Regions from separate parts of the Mus musculus genome. Here region 2 is linked to region 1. Evidence: chromatin contacts called from public promoter capture Hi-C data. All regions are on one chromosome and are shown on one strand. Each heading gives the region's core, a stretch centred on a gene start, on an enhancer-like site or on the middle of the called end of the contact. The rest is flanking DNA. Distances are from core to core; before and after follow the strand shown.

Region 1 (4,707 bases), core at 1,988-4,487:
CAGTATGGTATTGCTGACATTGTTGTACCTCTCGGCAGCAGTGTGGACTAACTATATGGAGTTCTGCCAGCCATAATGCTTACCTGAGCCTTGAGGTCTGAAGCATTTATTTGAACGTCGCCTTATAGACAAGGTTGACTGCCCAGGTGGCTGACTTCAGGCCCTACGCCCTCTAGAGGCTAAGATGATGTCATATTACCCAGAGTTCCCTCTATTGTGTGTGATCACATGGCTAGTGACAGGGGCTATGCCAGATATTCTGGCATGACCCAGGACTCTCGGCTCAACCAAGTTTTTCTTGTCAGTCAGGACACTCTGAATAAGAGCTCAGAAACTGCCTTGTAGGGGCAGAGGCATGGCGTCTCTAGCCAAAGGAGATTCATTGTTCCTCCTGCTTATTCTGTAGGGAGATACTTTCTGCCTCCTGGTTATTCTGAAGGGAGATATTTTCTTGTAACATACTGTAGGGCGTTAGAGCCCTGTGCAATAGTGTAGTCCTTCTAAGCAATTTGCCTAGCTTGGTTGGTTTGTTTCTTTTTTTGGACAAGTATCTCCATAGGATACACTGGGCCATGACACACCTGACCCCAACTAGCAGTGAAGAATTAAATGACCATCAGAGAAAGCATTAGCATGGGCTTTCTTAAGATGGCATTCTGCTCATACCTAGGTAAAAGGTTAATATGGCAGTAATAATAAATCATTGCTATATTAATGTGGCATTCAAACCCACAAACCGTTTGGCACCATTCCACAGCTGACTCCATCTTCCCAAGTCAGAGGGCTCTGAAGGCAGGTGGATCTACCTGGGATGAGATGCTGAGGTCCTCTGCTCCATTAAAGGGAATCTCGAGCTTCGCTGTCAGGGAGGCGGACACAACATGTTGTGTTGCTCAGAGGCTTTCTGCTTTCCGTGGGCACAAGGCAAACAGGAGGCACAGAGCTCTAATGTGTTCCCAACAAAAGACCTCTTGACCCCCCCACCCCACCCCCATCATGTAATTTCCCACAGAGTCTTTTTGAGGAAGGACCTTTGCGGCAGGTCAACTCATCATTGTAGATTCTGAGGAGCCTGTAGTCAGACCTGGGGAGCTAAGAGGAGCTGAGCTTTGTCAGCTAACTTGTTCACTATGCAGAGTCCAAATAAACAGCTGCCTGGGTTTTTGTTTTTGAAACCCTGGGTCTTAGAAGGGATCTTCTCCTTTGAAGATGTTTTGTTTTCGAGGATGCTGCTCTGAACATTTCCTGCTGAGATTTCCCTACTAATCCACTATCTGCCCTGGGGAACAACAGAAAGATATTTAGGAGGGGGGCGGGGATACAAAGGCCGCACTGCTTTGAGTCAAACTGCCTGCTGATACCTTGGTGGCGATAGAAACTACCTATTTTATCCTGAAAATAGGAAATTGTTTCTTGGCTCAAGGATTTTGTCTGACAACCGGGTTCTTCATTTCAGCTAAACGTGTGTTTTTCAACATTGCCCGGTTATATCCGAACTACAGCCCATGTGTCTAGGTGAGAAACAGAATTTCTTTTGCTTATGATCTGATCTGTGGAATTGGGGGGGGGTGTGTGTGTGTGTGTGTGAAGTGGTACTGTTCCCAAATGAGTGATCAAAATAAAGCCAGTCTCTGTTTTACAGCCAATACACCGGGTAACCCAAGACCACGGTCTCTGGGCCTTTATACTCTCCTATTTTTTCTGTGGAGAATGGCAGTAACATGTACTTTGCAAGCTACCTGGAACCCACATGTCATTTCAAGTCAGTTAAGGCCTTGCTAACTTTGCCCACAGGGAGCCCAGTACAGTTTTCATCTCACTGAAAACCACCTTTGCCCTGGCCTCCAATGTGACACTGTTTGACCTGGCAGACAGGATCCAGAAATATGTCAACTCCTGCAGGTCCTCTGCTGAAGTCTGCCAGCTCTTGGGGTCTCAGAGGCGGGTCTTTCGAGGTAAGATGGGAGTCCTCTAGGGGGGGAAACCTGCTCTTGCAGGTAGGCATAGACTTAGAGATGGGAGGTTTGGGGACTCAGGCCCAGAAAAGCTCCTTCACAGAGCTTGTCTTTAGAAGTTATAAGCACAAGCCTTCATGACACTCAGTGCACACATCTGTCTACACATGGCCTTTTACAGCATCAGCTCCTTGGTATCTGGCTCCTTCTTTTCTTCTATACAGTGCCAGGGTGAGAGGAAGATATTACAGGAGCTGAAGGAACCAAAAGCTGTTACTCCCGCTTCCTGGGGAGACAGAAAGTGACATATAGAGTCTGTCAAGTTGCCAATGATCCAACAATCTTTATATGGTGATGACTAAGAAAAAACAAAGAGCTATGCTCATGCAGTATTACCTATCTTTTGTTTGTTTTCTATCATAAAACCATAGAATGACTAAGAGGGAGCATGGCAGGATGCTCCCAGGAGTGCCGTAATGACAGGACTCTCCCTTCCTTTGTTCTTGTTTGGTCGGAGGCTCTTGCCCTGTGTTGGGGTAAGGCCAATGAGAAAGGTGACTCAGGACAAGTCTGGAAGACAGACTTGCGTCTTTCAGGGATAGTTTTATAGCTGGGAGAAGAACACTTTGCTGGAATGAGAACCGCCCCTAGACACAGTGGGCTAGTCCCTCTTGGTGATCAAAGTGTACTCTGGTTAGCTCATTGGACCAGTGGTTGAGGTCTGGCAAAGGAAGGAGAGCTTAGGCTAAGTCTCCCCCATCTGGCATCCAGATGTTAGACATAAATTGAAGGTATCAGGTTTTGGTGCCATATCCGCTGGTTAGTCTAGGCCATTCCCAGTGGGTCAGGATGTTGTAACTGCTGGTCCAGAGCTTTCCTCGAGTGAACAGTTGCACTGCAGAGCTTGGGAGCTGATGCTTTCACCCTGAGATAGGCTCTGGGGGGCTGGCTACTTAGTAACTGGGGGGAAATGAGCTGAACATAACAGAGTTGGAGTGTTTTTGTTCAAAGTTCATGCCCTGTTCTAGGGTGCTGGATACTTTGAGGCTCTCTGGTTGTATGGTTTTGTTTCTCATGCCCAGGGCTCCAGGGTACTATTTTTCCTCCCAGTGAGGTAGGCACCCTTCAGTTTGCTAACCATTTCTAGACTGCATTTGGCGTGGTCAGCATTGGACCAAGGTACTTTTCTGTTGCCAGCTTGTGCATCTGTGCTTTGCAGATCAAGTTGGCAAGATTGTGTGGATGCGCAAGAGCCTGCCCTAGCAGGAGTGCTCGCTCACCCAGCTGCTTTGCTTGGACTGCCCCCATGTGGCCTATAGAAAGACTCTTGTCCCCATGAGGAGGCCATCCTCACTGTGTTCCCTTCCAGTCCCTTGAGCATAAAGACAGCCATGCCTAGTAGCCAAAATTGGACTCACATCTGTTTTTCCTCCAGATCTTCTCTAGGTTTTGCCAAAGGATCCAGCTCTGGCTCTTGGTAATTTTTCTGGAGCTAGAGAGGAGGCTAGACCAGCAGGTGCTGCACACCTTTGGGTTTCTAGCATCCGGGCAGCACTAGGATGCTCTGGACATTGCCGCTGGCGAGAAGGGCTTTGTCCCCTCAGTTCAGAGAATGTCCATCTCCCTCCTTTCAAAGCCCTTTAGTCCTCATGGTCTCCTGGGATTTAGAGACTTTGGAAATCCCCCCTCATGGCCTCAGCCTTGGCTTACTGAGTACTCATTGTCTATCTTGACGGATGTTATGCCCAGGAAAGACCATGGGAACGGTGAATGCAGAAGACTCACATCACCAAGGATCGATTTAAGTGAGATTCTGCATGGTCCTTTTGGGTGGCTTTATGAGACACGTTCATTGAGAAAGCCACTCCTCATTGGAGGGGCGGGGCCTGCCCTCCCTGTTCAAGCAGAAATCTGGCAGCAGGCAGGAACTGGTTGCTTTTGGCAATGAATATTCGTTAGCAGCCTAGATCAGTGGGCAGGATGGAAGGAGAACTTAACATTGACTTCCAGAAAATACCCAATCAGAGTGGGATTTCCCAGCCTAGGATGGCCTGGATACTCCTTATACTTGGAGGTGTTTTTCTCTGCTAAGTCTCATTGACTGGCAAAGCCTTCAGAGAAGTCAGATGTGAGGTGCCGGAAGCTGAGTTCCTCCCTGGTGCCAGCTTTGCAAAGTTTGCCTGGTGAGATTTTTCCGTTTAAACATTTCCCCTTAAATACAAACTTTTTTTTAAAAACAATAAACAAAGGAGCCCAGATTTAACATGTCAGCTTCCACTGATAAAGGCAGGAAATTCAATTCAGCACTGGGAAATGAAGCTGTGCCCTAATTCACCCGGCTAGACAGTCAGTCTCAGTTCTCGGGACCCTCAAGAGGGATGGATGCTGGGAATTCCACACGGGGCCCATCAAGCCCTGGTGTCAGCTCCCATCACCAGAATTTGCCCAGGCAAGGGTTAATTTTGCAGAATTAACAGGCACCTTCTGAAGAGCCTGGGGCCTTTTCTTTGACAATGCCTACAAAATTAGCACCCAATTTTCATTGTACAATGCTCAGACTCTTCCCATCCCCCTGCCACTCTCCTCCTGGGTTCAACTTGCTTTTGACCCCCCAACAGCAGAAGCACACATCTGCCATGTGAGGATAAGTTATTAGCCGCTGTCATGTTGGTTTCATAGTTCTGTTCTCCCTGTGCGCCCACTGACGTGTATCTTGGGTGGTAAAATGTACTCTTCATTATCTTGGCCGTAT
Region 2 (4,506 bases), core at 333-2,832, 150 kb after region 1:
TAATTGATGTTTTTCCAAGGTACTTAGTGAAGGCCAGGACAGTTGATTAATATTTAGAGATGGGACCATCGAGATGGTTCAGTGAGAAGATCATTTGAGTTTGATTCCCAGAACCCACATGATAGAAGAGAGCTGATCTCTGCAAGTTGTTCTCTCATGTGTGTGTGTGTCTGTGTGTCCCCATGTGCGTGTTTGTGTACATACATGCACACTAAAATATAATGTAATTAAAAATTGAAAAGGTAGGGGCTGTAAGGATGGCTCAATGGTTAAGATTGACTGCTCTTCCAGAGGTCCTGAGTTGAATTCTCTGCACTTACATGGTGGCTCACAACCATCTGTAATGGGATCTGATGTCCTCTTCTGATGTGACTGAAGACAGCTACAGTGTGTAATCATATAAATAAAATAAATAAATGGATCTCTTAAGAGATTGAAAAGGCTTACAGATGATGATGGAAAATCCACCCTTCTCTCCTTCCTCTCTAGTTACAAGTTATTCCCCAACTGCGTCCCCTCCTTCGGGTTCCGGCATCTGCTGCCTCTCACAGACAGAGTCGACAGCTTCAACGAGGAAGTGAGGAAGCAGAGGGTGTCCCGGAACCGAGATGCCCCCGAGGGGGGGTTTGATGCGGTCCTCCAGGCTGCTGTCTGCAAGGTAAGAACACCCAAGCACGTGGCTCCCATTCACTGTTACATCAGAGGCTGAGCTCAGCCGCACCATGGCGGAATCTCTAGCAATCAAGTCAGCTAGACTTGGGAAGAGTTGAGCTTGTGTTGGGTGTGGCTCTGTGCGATAGGCTGGTGTCCTTGCCAGACAGATGGCTGTTCTGTGTTTATGCATCAGCTTTTTTTTTTTTTTTTTTTTTTGGCTTGTCATTTTAACCTTAAAGATTGCCTTACTGGGGAATCCAGCTGAAATAGAATCACCGAAGTCTTTGGCTGCATGCCTATGTTTGTTTTGTTTTTCCTGTTCCTCTGAGATGTGTGAATCCAGAGGGAGGGCAGAGATTTCAACCAGAAGGGAACTTTGACTTTGAGAGGTTCTCAACTTGGGGCAATACATGAATGCAATACAGATATCGAATTAGTGATAGAATAAGTTTGTACTGTCAAAAAAGCCTAATAGCAGCAGTAAAAGATTAATTATTCTGAGCTCATTACTGAAGCATGGGTTCTGTACGGTTTGGTTCATCTTTTTGGTCTCTGTGCATGAGCTCGGCAGTTTTCAGTAAGCTCCGTGTAGAGCGTCCACACTGGCGATGCATTCTTTTAAGAAAAGGAAGAAAATACTGGAAATCAACCAAAACCGATAGCAATAATGAATGTGTGCTATTTTTGCAGTGAAGCATTTCAAACATAATAGTGGAGAAAATGGAGAAATGAAACTGCACGCGTCCGTGGTCTGCCATTAGTGATCACGCGTGGCCACAGAGATCTTTGTGTCCACAGAGACCGTGTGCCCCTATCACTTGAGTGGTATTTCAGATATCATTGCCTTTCTTTCTTCACTGGGTCTGCTCCCCTTTGTCCAGATCAGAGGCTCCTAGTCCTGCTGACTGTGTGTGACAGAGGATTAATTATTCTGGAGTCCTGTGTACTTGGCTGGCCTCATAAGGGCCAGAGTTCTTGAATCCAGCACATGCGCTCCTCTGCTTCCATTGACCTTTGCTTTTGGTGATTAGTCCGAGGACAGGTCTGACTCACATCGTGGGTTCTCCTTGGCTCTGATATTCCTGGGTTGGACTACTCATTATCAACTTGTGGACCTTAGGGTTATTGCATGGCTTCTTTAAGGTCTAGCTCTAAGGCATGCTCTGTATTTCTTAGAAAGGTGATCTTTGCAGAAGATAAGGGAAATACCTGCTTCTCTTTGGTATTCTCACTAGTGGTAGTGTGTGTGTGTGTGTGTGTGTGTGTATGTATGCATGCGTATGCATGCTCACACGAGCATGCACACACAAGCATCCCCCCTGCCCTCTCCCTGCCCTCCACTGCTGCTCAGATTGCTGTTGGAGGAATTTAACGGTGTTTACAGCTAAGGGGCCACTCTCTTAGGCAAGCATCTTTTTCTAATGTAGTATCCACAAGTGGGTTAGGATTGGAGTGTGCATGCCATTACCTTTATTGCTTTATAAACCTATGGTTGAACTGGTTTATGCTTGTTCTGGGTCTCAATTATGGTTCCTCCTTTTATCAGTTATTGTTTCCCTCAGAACTCTCTAGAAGTTGGCTTTAAGTTGTGTATTCCTTATTCTAAAATTATACAGGTTGATGTGTGGTGAGTGGTTCAGACTGGGGCTATGGTTGCTTTCCTACTTTACCAAACAGGAAGCACCCTTGACCTCGGAGTAGGACGAGGAGTGGGTGGGGCAGTGAGTGTGGCCTCAGCGCTGAGGTTTCCAGACTCCAACTCTGTTTACTCTAACTATGCATCGGTGTCTTCAGGAAACTATTAAAGTATCGGATTTCTCAATCTCTGTCTGTCTCTGTCTCTGTCTCTCTCTTTATCTCTCTGTTCCTATGCTGTGTGCGCCAGGCTAACTGGCCAGCAAGCTTTGGAAACAAGGCTTGGAAAACTGACACAAGTCTAAGGTCTATAAGAAATCAGGCAGGCTCAAAGAAGCCAAGGAGTGATTCTGCTGCTTCTGCCTCCCATCTGGCCTTAGGAGTACTGAAATTACAGATGCGAACCCCTGAACCCCCAACTCCCGTGTCAGGTTTTTTACTTGGGTTCTGGGTCAAATTCAGGTTGCCAGGCTTCTGTAGCTAGTGTTTTTACAAGTTGAGCCATCTCCCCTGTCCCCGCCCCCGCCCCACCCCAACCCCTCTGCCTCTCAGGAGCTGGGATTAAAGGCCTGTGTCACAAGGTAAGGCCAGCTTTTTTTTTTTTTTTTAAAGGCTTTACTTATATAATGGCCAGTGTGTCATTTTCCTGGGCCCCATCAGGGCCTCTGTGTTCCAACCACAGTAGCTTCACTTACCTGGCTGGACTCTTGCACACCTGGGCTGCTTTTCCTGCTCTTCACTCCTTTTCCTTCCCTTCATTTTTTTTCTTCTTTCTTTCTTTCTTTCTCTCTCTCTCTCTCTCTCTCTCTTTCTTTCTTTCTTTCATATGGTTTCTTTTTCTTTTTCTTTTTCTTTTTCTTTTTTTTTTTTTTTTTTTTTTGGTTTTTGAGACAGGGTTTCTCTGTGTAGCCCTGGCTGTCCTGGAACTCACTCTGTAGACCAGGCTGGCCTCGAACTCAGAAATCTGCCTGCCTCTGCCTCCCAAGTGTTGGGATTAAAGGTGTGCACCACCATCGCCTGGCCCTTTTCTTTCTTAATAGAATTCATTGCAGCAAGCACTTTCCACCCCCTCCTCCAGCCTCCTGCATCTTGCCATCCCACATCAGGGAGGTGTGTTTGTTCCAGACAGTGGGCCATTGCTGATACACTTCACCCACTGTGCATTTTACACTATGGAGGTCCTGATGTTTGCAAACAAGGAACTGTCCTCTTCCCGTTACAGTGTTGTACGTGGCACCTTCCCCATCCCCAGAGCCTCGAGCTCACATATCATCCCTCCCTAAACCTGTTTTTAAACATCTGTGTGTGTGTGTGTGTGTGTGTGTGTATCTGTGTATCTGTGTATGTGTGTGGTGGTGGTGGGGGGTGGTTCAGATCTGGAAGACAGGAATTTGAGCCTTGGACCTGCAACATGCTGTCTCACACTGAGTGACAGTCCCAGACCTTTGAACTCCTTTCTTTGCATGTCTAACCTGGCTTGCTTGTGTTGCAGAAGTCAGCTTAAATGGCTGTCCATACTCCCTGACTGATCACCCTCACTGGGTGGGTCAGGGTCTCCTAAGTACTTGGTCATTCCTATCCCAGCTATCACTTTTTATTTTGTCCATTGCTTGAATGGCATGTCTCCTTATTGAGACACTAGAGGTGTTGTTGTTGTCATACCTGTGTGTCCCCAGCACCTAGGAAGGGTCTCTGTCACACATTGTGCTCCTCGTCTGTCCATCTTCCCACCATGCTCTGGTGCCTTCATGGCCTCCAGAATGTGATACATGCACCTTCAGAGTGGAGCCCTTAGTGCTGTGTACTGCAGTGCTCTCAGCTTGGTAGCAGTTCCAGTGGAGAGAAAAGTATAGAAACTAGGAGAAGGCCCCTATCCTTGGGGTTCTGTAGTTTTGTTTTTTTTTTTAAAGACAGGTTTCCCTGGCTGTCCTGGAACTCTTATGTACCGCAGGCATAATATGTATTCACAGAGGTCTACCTACTCTGCCTCTTGAGTGCTGCCATTAAAGGCCTGTACCACCACACCCAGTCAGCCACTCAGGGATTTTGAGTTTGGGGATCTAATTAGGGGTAAATGAAACATCCTGTTTATTAATGACCCATATGACGTTATTGATATTTGTGTATTGGTATCTTTCCTCTGCATCATTTATTCACTTTCTATAGTACTAGAAATGAAATCAGGGATGTTGATAGCTCAGACAAGGGCTCTACCAC

The links. Capture Hi-C pulls out chosen DNA fragments and counts their contacts.
Region 2: a contact with region 1 is called in a promoter capture Hi-C map of liver. The contact joins two enhancer-like sites. A contact is called at or near these places in 1 of 484 Hi-C or Micro-C datasets (the HPC-7 cell line), 2 of 115 datasets of contacts at active chromatin or transcription factors (extraembryonic endoderm stem cells and pancreatic cancer cells) and 3 of 9 other capture datasets (adipose tissue, embryonic stem cells and liver).

The regions. Positions count from the first base shown.
Region 1 is chr16:33,736,769-33,741,475 of GRCm38.p6, forward strand. Heg1 (heart development protein with EGF-like domains 1) reads left to right here. Exons shown (of 15, transcript NM_175256.5): 8 at 1,457-1,515; 9 at 1,795-1,955. Among named protein-coding and RNA genes, the nearest start is that of Heg1, 55 kb to the left of the region's middle. Within about 2 kb of position 3,238, at least 79 of the 459 cell types and tissues checked have an H3K27ac peak or open chromatin away from gene starts, as enhancers often do. A contact at or near this core is called in liver and pancreatic cancer cells, where this site is marked.
Region 2 is chr16:33,884,464-33,888,969 of GRCm38.p6, forward strand. Itgb5 (integrin beta 5) reads left to right here. Exons shown (of 15, transcript NM_001145884.1): 5 at 490-658. Among named protein-coding and RNA genes, the nearest start is that of Itgb5, 57 kb to the left of the region's middle. Within about 2 kb of position 1,583, at least 59 of the 459 cell types and tissues checked have an H3K27ac peak or open chromatin away from gene starts, as enhancers often do. A contact at or near this core is called in liver and pancreatic cancer cells, where this site is marked.